Linked DNA regions of Gasterosteus aculeatus: region 1 is linked to region 2. The links are chromatin contacts, called in public Hi-C maps. All regions are on one chromosome and are shown on one strand. The core of a region is the stretch at or near the end of the contact, and the rest is flanking DNA. Distances in the headings are between cores, read along the strand shown.

Region 1 (6,538 bases), core at 898-3,397, 90 kb after region 2:
AGAAAAAATGCTGTCGGTGATGGAGACGGACACAGTTGGAGGACACCCTCGTAGATCCATGCAGGTTTTTAAAAAGAAAAGAAAAAACAAACAAACACGAACTGTTGGTCGTTTTAGTTTCTGAAATGCACTTTGGTTAACACGCATCTGATATGTATATTTTTTCTTATTATTTGTTTGTTAATTTAAACAACACTTTTATCCTGTCATTTGAATACCGTACAAGTATTGAAACTGAAACGTTGGCATGGGTGTGACTTGCAGATTTGGGAGAAGTTGCTGCTGGGTCCCGTCTCTTAACTTTATTTTACACGAGGAGAAATGTGTTTTAATATGCACTCTGAATTGATTACTTATTTGAATTCACTACCGTTTAACCTACCTTATAAAGACTGCTGTATTTTGTTGTACACTATTAACTGATCGATTGGCCAAATGTTGCATGCCCCCAAAATCCCCAAATGAATGTTATTTTAACACTAAAAATGGAAAGAAAAGTATGAAAAATATTCAGTTATGGATATAATTAACACACTCCCTTTGCTTATTTTTTTGTCTTAATTAGGTTATCAATTGTAACACAATTTATTTTTCTTCATGCCTTTTTAAAATCAGAACTTAGCCTTTGACATGACTGGTGCTCCGGGATAAGCTATGGCCCAAGCATGCGGAACTCAGCCCAAATGTCCAACAGGCAAAGGGAAGCAGAAATTTAAATATGAAAACAATAAAAGGTAGTATTGATTAAAAAGGTGTACATAGGGATATATAAAATATTTATGTAATTATTTCATATTGTTATTGCGTGTAAATACAACGGAGTAGTTTGTTTCTAGGACCCTGTTCTTAATTTATTGTCGATATACCTGTGTAAAGATTTGTGGGCTATTATCCCTTTGTTGCCATCTTCATTTATACCCATCTTAAAATATGGACTTTACTCCTCCCCAAATATCCATTGAGGTAGTTATTCACACTAATGTGCCATTGTATTTTCATTTGTTGTCCCATGTGTGTGAAGTGCTACTGTTTAAAAACGGATGGAAACGCGACAACGCACTGCACCAATGGCTTGAGAAAAAACACGCCTTTTTCTTTTCTTGAGAAGAGCAAAAGAAGCGTCGTTGAAGTGTGATAAAAGTGGACTATTTCTTTTTCCTGTCATTAAAAAATACTTTGCGAACCTGATCGTACAAGTGCCGCATAATCGAAAATATGAAGGTCTTTATTTGTGTTTCTCAATGGGTTATGTTGTATTAGAGTTATGTCTGGTTGACAACATCGACATCGTGTTCTTGAAAGTTTCAATAAAATATTGAAATGCCCTTTCTTAGTGTGTCTCCCTCGCTTTAGATGAGAATTAAAGAAATGGTCTTAGCAAATGTATAGTCAGCTGATGGAGGCTGACGTCGGACGAGACAAATGTTTCTTCTCGGTTATGGGAGGCACTTCACACAAAAAAAAGTCTGATAAAAAGTCCAGATCAGATTATACTCAGGGCGAAGCGAAGCCCGAGATCATACCTGCAGGATCCCTACCTGGACAAGGAGCCGCGCTCTATAGTGTTAATGATATTTAGTGTTAATGCTCTCCTTGCAGGGCATTTTACCTGTAGAACATGTAGCGTTGTAATAACAAACAAGAACTAAGAATTAACACCCTAATTAGAACGTATTCCCAAGAACGAATGGCGATTTTGCCCGTGCGGCTGAATCCTCTGATGAATGTGATTCATCGCGTAGAAATTTGAGTCCAACCAAACCCTCCTTGCCTGCCTGCCTGCCTGCATGCCTCTCTATTGCATGCCTGCATGCATGCCTGCCTGCATGCAGGCAGACATGCATGCATCAGTTACGATGGTTTAAATGTTCTGTAGTGTGACATCACATCACGGGAGGCCTCTGGATTAATCTGACGTTTCTGAAGTGGCTGCATCGACGCGACGCTTCGGGCCGGAGTGAAAGACTACCCCCCCCCCCCCCCCGCCCCCCCTCCACCCTCATTGATGGCCCTCTCTATTGCACCTCGTGCCGCAGAGTTTATCAACAGCATATCTTTATTTGTATATCGTCTGGTTAATGTGTAGCGAGCGCGGCGCTGGTGAATGGGTGCGAACGTGACACACGCTGTCTCAATTGGTGCCTCTTATTGCTCACCTGGCGCCCCCCCGATGAGCGTATCTCACCAGTTTATTGCACGGAAGGCGACAACGCGTCTGTAATCAAACCGCAGACACGACGCCCCCAAGCGGCGACAACAACCCCAACCCACGGGTTTGTTTAACCGCACGGCAATAACACGCGAGAAAAGGACACGTCCCGGGGCGGGAACTGTGCAGAGAGGTCATTCATAAAGACTTCGTGGAACCTGGTCGCGCAGCTACTGCAAACGTGTTTAATGTGCAGTGGAAAAATGATCAATAAAGAACGGAATGAATAAAACAGAAGCGTGTGGATGTTCCGTACAAAGTGAGGCCCAAAAAACTGAATCGTTTCAAGAAAACTGAGGCTGGCCAACATCCCTGTGTCTGATTTCAGGGTAGGAAGTTATGACAAAAGGAAATACAATTATTTGAAAGAAGAAACCGAAGATAAAACTGAAATTAAGTAATTCTTAACCAAAGGAAAAAAAACATCTTGTGTGTCATTTAATATATTTCAGTTATTGCTAACATGCGTCTATAAGGTCAACCTTGACAGCTTAACAGTTTGATGTGTGCACCTTCATTGTGTTTATTTTGCCTGCCCGTTGTTTCCTCTCCAGTGTGCGCTGCTTCAAAGTGTTGACCTCTGCTCCCCCCGCAGAGTCCGACTCAATACGGCCTTCCACGTGCAACGCATTCACGGCGAGGATCGGCAGCTTGGCCGTGGAAGAGATTGTCTCCTTCCTCGGCCTCCACCCAAGAGGCTGGATTTTGAATGTTGGACCGAGCAGCCTGTTTAACACGTTGCTTTGATTAACATCGCGAGGCACCAGCGCCATCCAGCGGCCACGAATCATGGGGGATTGGAAGAAACGGGAACTGTGCAGCAGTGTTTCTCTTCTAAGCTTCACCGCCCTGAATGGCCCAGGCCCTGTTTTTTTTAAAGGGATTTTTTAATTTATGCATCATGAAAAATCAGCGGATTTAACAAATGTATAATTTGTTAAATAATTTGTTAATAATTTTAATTTGTTAGTGTGTCCGAACGTTGGGTCGTTGATTTACTAAACTATTCAGTGTTTTAAAAAGAGAAAAAATGAACATATGTCAGACCAAAGAAAAGATGAGCCCAAGCACTTTGAGAGTTAAACCCAAATTATAAACACCCATATAGAATCCAAATCAAAATGTAAAATTAAACAGACTTCACACAACCAATTAATAACCCTGACTGTGTTATTAACTCCATCTCTGTCGTGGTGGCAGTTGAAGAAGGCCTGCAGAAAGCAGACGTGACAATCTATCAAGCTGCATTCCAAGAATGTGTTTCTACATGATTTCTGATGATTTGAGATGTTGCTGAGTGGATCATAAATTACATTTGGGTGTACGTATCTGTCGGAAAGTGAGATGTTCGTAGCTCTCTGATTTAGATGTTGACTTCAACGGGTTGTAGCTAGAAATATTAGCCTTAAGATGACCACATTTTAGTCATGTAACTGACTCTAGATTGTGTTTAAACAATGAATCAATTCCATTTCTAAGATTTAAAAGACAAAGATTTAAAAGTCTGGAATGTCTTGAGGTTCTCTAATCTGTTATAAACTGGCATAACAACGGAACAGTTTTGTAACAGCTGACTTGGACTGCATTGAGAAAAATAACAGTAAACAAGTAAATCCAAGCAATGTTTGATGGTAATTACAGTGCTGTTTATTTCATTAATGAAAGAGTGCAGTTAGTTTAGAGCAACATTAGTCTAGTCAACATAGGCCAACAAGAAAGGCTGTGTTTATGATATAGCTGCTGGGTGACAGTTAAAAGCCACCTTGCAAATGCATTCATGTGGTCATGAAAGAAACTATTTGGATTTTTGAAATATGGCCGATATAATTTGATCGTTCCAAAAATATTTTAATTGGTCCCAGTAAGATTCTGGGATCACTAAATTGGTTTTCTTTAAACAATCAGCCCAGGATACAAATGCACTAAAGGATCCGTTGGTTGTGCTGTGGTAAAGAAACATTCTCCAAAATCAGCAATCAGATGCTCTTCCACGGGGGGAGAAAAGCCAATCCATCAGTTTTTCTGCGACATGATCATGAAAAAGAATCTTGCAGCTGACAATCCCAAAAAGAGTAAGGATTTTCTATTTCAGGGTGCTTTTTCTGTTGCCTTAAATCAATGTGAATTCCGTTCATTGTCATGGCAGCTTGCTCTTATACAAAGTAGCAGCGCACTCTAGTGTCCAAATAATATTACTACAAAAACAATTCCTTTTTTCAGTAGCTGTTTGGCAACCAGGTCAATAATTCCTTTGACCGCCACTGAGTGAAAGCAGCAGCGAGTATATTCCGGTTTAATTGATCCTCTTTTTATTAGGCTGCCGGTTCGAAACAAGGATCACTTTAGGAAGGAAACTAGAGGGCTTGAACTCCATAAGACGTGCAGTTGTGGTCTAATATGTAACCGATAGACTCCTCTTGATTTCATAGAAAATCATAATAATAAAATAACTACTTAAAAACTCCTAAAAAATTAATTTATGCATAGATGCCAATCTTAAGATACTCTATTTTAAAACAGCAATGTCAAACCCTGTATTAAAATGTAACTACCTATTTACGGACATCAAATTGAGCTTACACTTATTCTACTGTTTTAATGTAATCAAAGTGTGTTACATAACTATTTTTGTAAATGTTTATATTATTAAGATATAAAATGATTATTATTGTGATCGTCAATGTTTCTGAACTTTCATCTGGCATTGGAATTTGAAAAAGCTCAGTGCATAGTTTAACTAACTGGACGTGATTTATTTATGGTGTGTGCCACGAGCATGAAAAAGTGGAAAATGATATCTGCTATGCTAAAATGACAACTGAAGGCAAGATGTGTCCGTGCTTAACGTTGTGCAAGATGTCGCTCGAAGAAAAAAAGAGCAGCCTGTGTGTCAGGACTAAAACATCAAACGGAAAGGTGATAACAAGGCTTAATCGTTTCAAAGACCTCGGAGAATGAAACTATCATTACTTGTTTGCAACAAGCCCGGGAGGAGGAAACCATACTTCTGTGTTTTGAAAAGGTGCAGCTCAGAATATCACTTGCAAGGATAAAGTTTCATTGTTCTGAGGCATTTGCAGCTCACCGACATGCCTACCTGTCAGTCAATGAAATTATCCATTTCTATTGCTGTCAGCTCTCATTCTACGCAGCGGCAAAGCCCAACCCCGGAGCACATGAGGTGTGTTATGGCTTGCTGAAGGACAAGATAGTGCAAGAATCTGTTGTTAAACCTGCATCACATTGCAGTGGGAACATTTTGTTGTCTTTGACAAAAAAAAGACGGCAGTTGGGCCACATCAAAAATACCGAAAATGGAGTTAAGATGCAAAACAGTCTGCAGTCAGTCCACGGATTCCCTTTGGCTAAATGCCTTCTGCTTTAAACGGTTCGTTCGTGCAGCTCTCTTTGGCAGACTCACCTCATTCCTGACTATCCCTCAGTCTTCCATCCAAGTCAGTCTTGCTTCCTCTACTTGAGCAAAAAACTGTGTATGATACATAATATCAGCTAAATGTAGCTTAAGTGTGAAAAGTAAAAGTACACATTGTGCATTTCATTTGTTGTGCAAATTACGTTTTACGCTTTTTACCGCTGTTCACGGTTGTGCTGATATACTGTTAGGTAGTTCAATCTATTCAGATTACTGATTAATACACCGGTTGTATGCACAGCTAATAACACCAGAGAGTAAGAAATAATTAAATCTGATCAATTAATAATGTCAATTGTTGACATATTTTCTCCATTTACGGAGTGTGCAGTAAAAGCACTGAAACAATGGGGCTCAAAGCGCATGAAACTACCAGGCAAGTCTATTTCTGGTAGTTTGGTTTCCGCCGATAAGGTCCTCCTGGCCCACCGTCTGTCCTCGGGTTAACGCTGACAGCAATGTGAGCGCGCCAGCCGCTAACCAGCGAAACCCTTCATGTTGTAAGCTGCGTGCAGGCAATCGCGGCTCAAAGGTATGCCCTGAATTCATTTCAGAAACCTATCCAAAAAGCTTTAGGATATCGCGTATACCTGACATCTACAAACCCTAAAAGGTAACCGGGTGTGTAAGAAAAGCAGGCCACATGTTTGGTACATATCGTGTGAGGCATGATGCATTGTTTGCACACGCAAACCATCTGCTTCTCCGCCGTCTTCCACTAAATGGGTTCTTTACATGCTCTTCACTCATTCGAGTTTCTTCAATAGCAGCGCAGGACCAGCCGCAGAATCCCCAGTTCTGAGCGGGGACTTTTAATCTCTACCATCAGCCGGACGTTTAAATGAGCTGTGGGGAAGAGGAGAAGACAGCCTTCTTTCTCTTCACAGACCTAATCG
Region 2 (6,493 bases), core at 3,531-6,030:
TACATCGTGTTTGGCTCCTAATTCGTTGGGTGGGGGTGAAGGTGAAGGGGCACGACCCTGCACTTCCAGAACATGACCTGGGAATGTAGACGCGAGGCTCCAGCCCGCCTGTGACAATGGCGAGCGTGGTGACCTGACTAACGGGCCACAGCTGATGTCCTCCGGCACCCATCTGCAGCTTTCACCAACACAAATCCCATGTGGTGACGGTGTTTAGATGGAGCAACAAGGCCAGATAGGTAAGACAGGTATCATTGACATTTACACAATGATATGTTGTCTAAGTCAAAGCCACGGAAACAAGTGGAACGATTCATTCTTTATCTGGTTTATTTTCTATTGAAGGTACAATGACATGGGTAGGCAAATTAGGATTTGGATTATACTTAAACTGCTAACAATAAGTAGGAATTCTTGATACTGTTCAAATATTCGTCCTGTAGTGTTAATACGTGGATTAAAAAGTCCGGCCTAGAAACCTTTGTCTACAATGACAAAATTATTTCTCACATGATTTTCTGAAAAAAACATGTACTCATTCATCACAATGATGTTCTACTATATGCTCTCTGATATATTCAGAACACATATATCCCCATTAACCGTGAACTGACCCAGGAAATTTAAATCATCCTGCCCAATACAGTTGTCTTTTGATCTTAGTCATTAATGCACCATTAGGAATATATATTTATGTACTGTTTCATGCAGCACTCACTACCCTAGACCTTATTATGAGCAAAATGATCAATACCCAGATATAGGTGGTTCTGGAACGAGAGAGTGTTTTTCTGTATGAAAGTAAATTGAGCCCAAACCTTTCCGTCAAAGTAGTAAAAAACATCTCGAAAATGTGTGGTAAATCAGAGGCAGATGTGTATGTTTATAAAGATAAATTGAATTAAAGGCTAGTCCGTGCTTTGTTGCCCAGACTCTGGGTCCTCAGTGGCCCTCTAATCATGCTGTCGGTGATTTAACTGGCTTCAACAGGTAATGCTATTTAAGGGGAACCAAGGCAGGCACCAGGAAATGAAACACGGTCGCTGTAACATGGATTGTTGAAGAAGTGGCTCTACTCCCACCGTGTTCCGTGCCCCACACCCCCTTTTCCCTTTCTTTAGCTCAAGACAGGACCATGGCTAACTAAAGAAATAAAAATCAAGCCTTTGAGTGAAATGCTCTCTATGGAACGTATCTGGCTATATCTGTTACTCTGCACACACAGATGTGCAGAAGAAGCCGACCAGCACACTCTGATGCCTGCGGACAAATACCCGTACACATGTGCAAGAAAAACATTGACAGCTTTTAAACAGCACTAACGCATTCTCTAATTGGGCAGGTTGGCTGCTCATAGGCCGAGATCCAGTGCTTCTTTAATGGTTTGCCACGTCGTTGCGTGCCACTTTCACAATGGTAGTTTTTGTCACCATACATGTATGCTAGTTGTTTGAGAAAACACAGGCCTGACATGGACCTGGTGTGTATTAAATCCTAGCAACAACGCGTATTTGGCGGTGCTGAACTTTTTAATGCACTTTCATGAGTAGCGTGGTATAAAACCCAGATGAATCGAATACATCCCGCTTTAAGTAGATTAAAGTAAAAGAAACAGGTCAGATATTTTTTCAACCAGGTTGTTGTTAGGCAGTTTGGGGTGAACCTCGGACCAGAGATTTGCTGCTTGAGTGTCTGAATTATTTCGGGTGAATAGTGGTTCCGTAGATTGTGTTCATTGTATATATATTTCCTGACAGTCCACTTACCTAACTGAATATTTGTTTAATGCGACGGTAAAGGCTGCCAGTGTCCATGCCAACAACAGTCATTCGGCGTCCTTGATTTAGGGAGAAGTTTGACATTTTGGTAAATATACTGATTCAGTTTCTTGCCAAGAGTTGAGATGAGAAGATTGATACGACTCGTTTGTCTGTACACCAATTATACCAATTTGATTTGGCACAAAGAGAGGAAATGGGTGAAAAACAGGTAGCCTGGCTCCGTCCAAATGTAACACAGCGCCTGTTAACTTGTGTTGTTTTACACTTTGGTTTTGCGTCTTCTCATTCATCTGAAAAGAACAAATGAATCTGTTCAAAAGGTTCAACTTTTCCATTAGATGGAGCCCAAACAGAACTATGCTTATGTGAATTTAGTTTAAAAAAAAAAACCCATATCAACGGAGAAATGTCAAGCATGTTATCTGCATGCAACATTCGGATCCATGATGTGCACTCTGTAGTTGCCAAGATGGACACAGCCTGTCTGGTTCCCCGCCTCCCCTCTCCTCAGACAGACGCGTCCCTCCTGAAGGGAAAGGTCCTTCATAATTCCACGTCAGGTCTGCCATTTTTCACCTTTGTCAAAAAAAAAATACAATGGAGGAGGCGGGGGAGGGTGGGATGGGCGGCGGGGGGAGGGGGGGAGAGGGAGTCTGAAAGATTGCTCAAGAATTGCCGGAACAAAGGGGAACGGACTTGGATGGGCTAAAAATACGGCGCAGCGTGTGAATACGATAAAGGACTACACCAGAGGACGCTGACAAAGCTTTGCTGACTTTCAAGTGGGAGAACAATGTGGCAGACACTTTCAGGGCGTTTGGCTACACACTGTGGCGGCTGGACAGGCTGTGAAGCAGGATGTCAACATCAGCCCTCATGGAGAGAACTGAGGGCCGCCACAATAACGCGCTCGCAGTGAGACGCACACTTAAAGGAACCCACATTTACGCGTGCAACTGTAACGCATCCATTTATGAGTTTGGAGGGAAAGCCGGGGGGAAATGGAGAGAGGGGCTGCGAAGGGGTCAGACGGGAAAGTGCAACGTGAGAGGGGCCTGCGACCTGCTCCGCTCATCGATTCAGACAAGCGGGGCTGGACCTGATTACCTTCAATTTTTCCCCCAGCAATCACTTTCCCCGTTGATCACTTTTCCCTTCGGGTGAACGTGCGCGCGCCGCAAGCAAAGGTGGACGTTCCCCCCAAGGCCAAAAGCGATTGCGGTTGTTTTTGCGGTGCTCTGGAAATTGTGGAGTCCCTCATCTGTAATCTGATTTCAATGGCGCTGCCTTTAGAGGTTGAGTCAATCAGATTTTCTGGCTTGACTGAGTGACTGGGTTGATGTGTGTGTGTGTGTGTGTGTGTGTATGTCTCCTCTGCAGGAGGTTAAACACTTACAAGGCACCACTCAGTCAGTCAGTCGCGTTCCTAGTGAGGCACCGTGGGAGCGTTTGATTGGGTGAGTTACAGAGAGTGGAGTCGATTAGACAGCGTGGAGTCATGTGGGACTGTGGGTGAAGAAGAGGAGGGATCGCGGGCCGGATCCACAGGTGGCTCACTGCTTTCACCCAAGCATATGTCAGGGGGGGTGGCGTCATCCAAAAATGACACACGCATGGGGAAAGTAGACGGTACCTCAGCCCACAACGCCCAAATCCAAACACTAATCCCCACACTGATGATTAAGTGTTCAGGAGAGGAAGGGAGAAAATAGATGGTGGGCCTAAAGCCTAAACAGCCCCCACCTGAGATGATCAACATGAACAATTAAACACTCTTGATTGCCGCTCGGGGCTGACGTGCGACCCTCCCATTTCCGTGAATTAACCCGTTCAACTTTCACCACTCTTGTGTGCGCGCCTGCGAACGCACACTCTGATGTGCTGCTGTTTACCGTAATTAGTATCAGTTCATTTACAGCCCACTGACCCAGGGTGACCTGCTGGATCCGGGGTCTACAGGGACAGCCACGGCGGGGACGGGTGGGGCGCAAGGTAAGGCAGAGACTGTGTTGTTGTGTGTGTGTGTGTGTGTGTGACGAGCGGATGGATGGATGTCTGGTGCTGAAGGAAAATGTGTAAGGACTGTGCAACGTCCGTCCGTGTGTGTACGTGTGAGTGTGCAGGTACCGGTGCGGGTGTGTGTGTGTGTGTGTGTGTGTGTCTAGCAGTGTCTGTCGGCAGATGTCAGAAGCCGGTGTGTGTGTGCGTCTAGGTGTTTGAGCGCACGTGTGCGACTCTGTGACTGTGTGTGTGTGTGTGTGCGTGTGAGCTTATTCCTCATTGTGCTGGACTTCAGAGGCCCAAGCGTCTCCTGCTTCCTCTCAGAGGCAGTGGGTTAAAAATAATGTGGTGTGCAGTGAGCGGCGGGGAGCAAGGCGCAGACAGCTAGGAGCCAGAACGTCACACGCATGCACTCGCACGCACACAAACACACACACACAGCCATAGCAGCGGCACTATATGGATTTTTTTCCTCTTTTATGGATATCTCACTCAGACTTAATATCCCCATAAATGCTGGCATACACAAACAGCAATAGATGGTCATCCACTCATCTGATGCCTTTCTTCCAGCAAAGATATAAAACAGACTGAACATCTGTCTCGCAATTTACTTTTCATCCATTCTTTACCTAAAACTCTTCATCTTAACCCTTTGACCCTTCAGATATTGTGCTTGAACAACCTGGATAGAACTCGAGGTGTGTAAATGTTTCAATACTTTTGCGTACAATGTGGTCTTTTTTAAGGAAGCAGCGCGCTGGTCGATTCAGGAGCGTTTCAGCAGGTAACCTTGAAAATAAAGACGCCGGTGCTCATCCTTGTTACGCAGCAGGCATGGTTTCCCTCAAATTTAAGGTTACTCCACGCTTGATGGGTTCAAGCCAATCCTCAATCAGCAAATAAAGAGACATTCCCACAACACAAGGTGGCACTGAGCACTCGCAAGTAACCGAGTAAACCTTTGACATCGGCATGGCGCGGCGTGCCAGTTTGCGTGGATTATTGCAAAGCATGGGAAGAAGAGGCCGATGACTCACAAGTAATTGGCCTATCGCAACCTCTCTCCCATCTTCCTCCCCCACGCCCCCCCCCCCCCCCCCTCCCTCCCTCCATTGCGTGAGGAAGCCAGGGCGGCTGCAGTCTTTCTCCGCCCGAGATAAGACTGTCTCCAACCGGCCTTGCACACCTCCTGTCATCTGTCTGCTCTCCTTATCAGCCAGCCGTTTGCAGCGTGCTGGTGTTGACACTCTAATTAAACCCACGTGGTCTCACCTGCCCCCCCCCCCCCCCTCCAGCATCAAAACTCCACTAAGTTCTCCACTGTACAGCACGTACAGGGAATATATTTCCCTTCACATTGCTGTGTATCATTATCAGGATCCCGGCTGTTTGGAGTTTCATCCTCTGGCTCTGACGGGTGAATCGTTTTCTGATGGACTGATGATTCTTCTTCCTTTGAGAAAATGTTAAAAAGTAACATATTTGTTTCCGTTGTATTTTAGATTTTTTTTTACATGGATCTGTACTTTCGGTTGACTTATTATTGATGTAAATTGAGTGTTTTTCCGTCTTTGTTTTACCATTTCGGAAAAATGTTGGACAACAAATCCACAAATTTAACCTCTTGACCCTGGAAAAGGAATAAACTATACTGTAATGTTGAATAAATGTTTGAAAACATTTTTTCATACATTGTTTCGCCTAACTCTATTCAATACCCTAATATACATTCTGAATTACTTAAATGTTGTAAAAAAAAATATTTGTCTTGCAACCAAATTTAGAGTAAGAGGTGCTTTTGACAGCTCTGGTTAATAGTTCTAAGAGGTGGGGAGTCCACACCACTCAACATTGTTTCTTCACCCTTATCTGATTACAGTGTTTACAAAGTGGGAGTGTTGTAAAAACAGATTTCTGTGATTATTTTATATTTCTCCTAGTCAGAACAAATGCAGCCGCGTGTCTCTGTTATCAAAAGCGGTGTCTTCACACCTTTCTGTTTCCTTATCAGTACCTTTCGACCCGCGACTATACAACAATTTAATCACCAAGTCGGACCAAATCAATTCCCACTGAACAGACGCTGATCTCTACCAACAGGTTACGTGGGTCCAAGTGTTCAGGTGAGCAAATGGCCCATTTTGCCTCCACTCGCTGTATCTACAACACTGTGTGCATGATAACAATGTACTCATACAGTTCCAAAGAGGTGCTCCAGCAGAGAAATGCACACAAAAGGTACACTAATAAATGTTTATAGCTCACCATTAAACTTTGCTTGGATGTTGAATGTGTCACTCACTGATAGCCGAGCCTGTCAGCTGATTTATGGTCATCCCAGAAATTGCCTTAGTGACGCCTGGAGAGGATGACTAACCGGCTCAGGTAGGGTCAACAAGCGCAGACAGTCAGATAAGAGAGAGCGAGGCACAGACAGACACAAAGAGAGACAGAGAGGGAGAGCCCTCGGAATGGACGGGAAGAATGAGGCTCAGTCCACGTAAACACGGCAGACATCTCTTGATCTGCCCCGAAGACACAAGACCAGACCCAAACTATTTTATCTGATTGTACCCTTGTTTGTCCGAGGATTCATATCAGTGAAAACGTGGATTTATATGTTACATTTTCCCAAAAAATGATGTCCCTTTTTGTATTATGCAGCATTAGCTATCTATTTAAAGTGTGTTTCAGTATGTCTTTGCAGG

Evidence for each region. Hi-C and Micro-C count contacts between places; a contact is called where the count stands out from the background.
Region 1: a contact with region 2 is called in a Hi-C map of skeletal muscle, with 5 times the contacts expected there. The contact joins two enhancer-like sites. A contact is called at or near these places in 3 of 6 Hi-C or Micro-C datasets (skeletal muscle and tail fin).

What each region holds. Positions count from the first base shown.
Region 1 is chr14:7,145,749-7,152,286 of fGasAcu3.hap1.1, forward strand. tbx3a (T-box transcription factor 3a) reads left to right here. Exons shown (of 7, transcript XM_040198142.2): 7 at 1-1,325. Among protein-coding and RNA genes, the nearest start is that of tbx5a, 9.6 kb to the right of the region's middle. Within about 2 kb of position 2,148, at least 1 of the 9 cell types and tissues checked has open chromatin away from gene starts, as enhancers often do.
Region 2 is chr14:7,052,906-7,059,398 of fGasAcu3.hap1.1, forward strand. No RefSeq gene overlaps it. Among protein-coding and RNA genes, the nearest start is that of LOC144388221, 14 kb to the left of the region's middle. Within about 2 kb of position 4,781, at least 3 of the 9 cell types and tissues checked have open chromatin away from gene starts, as enhancers often do.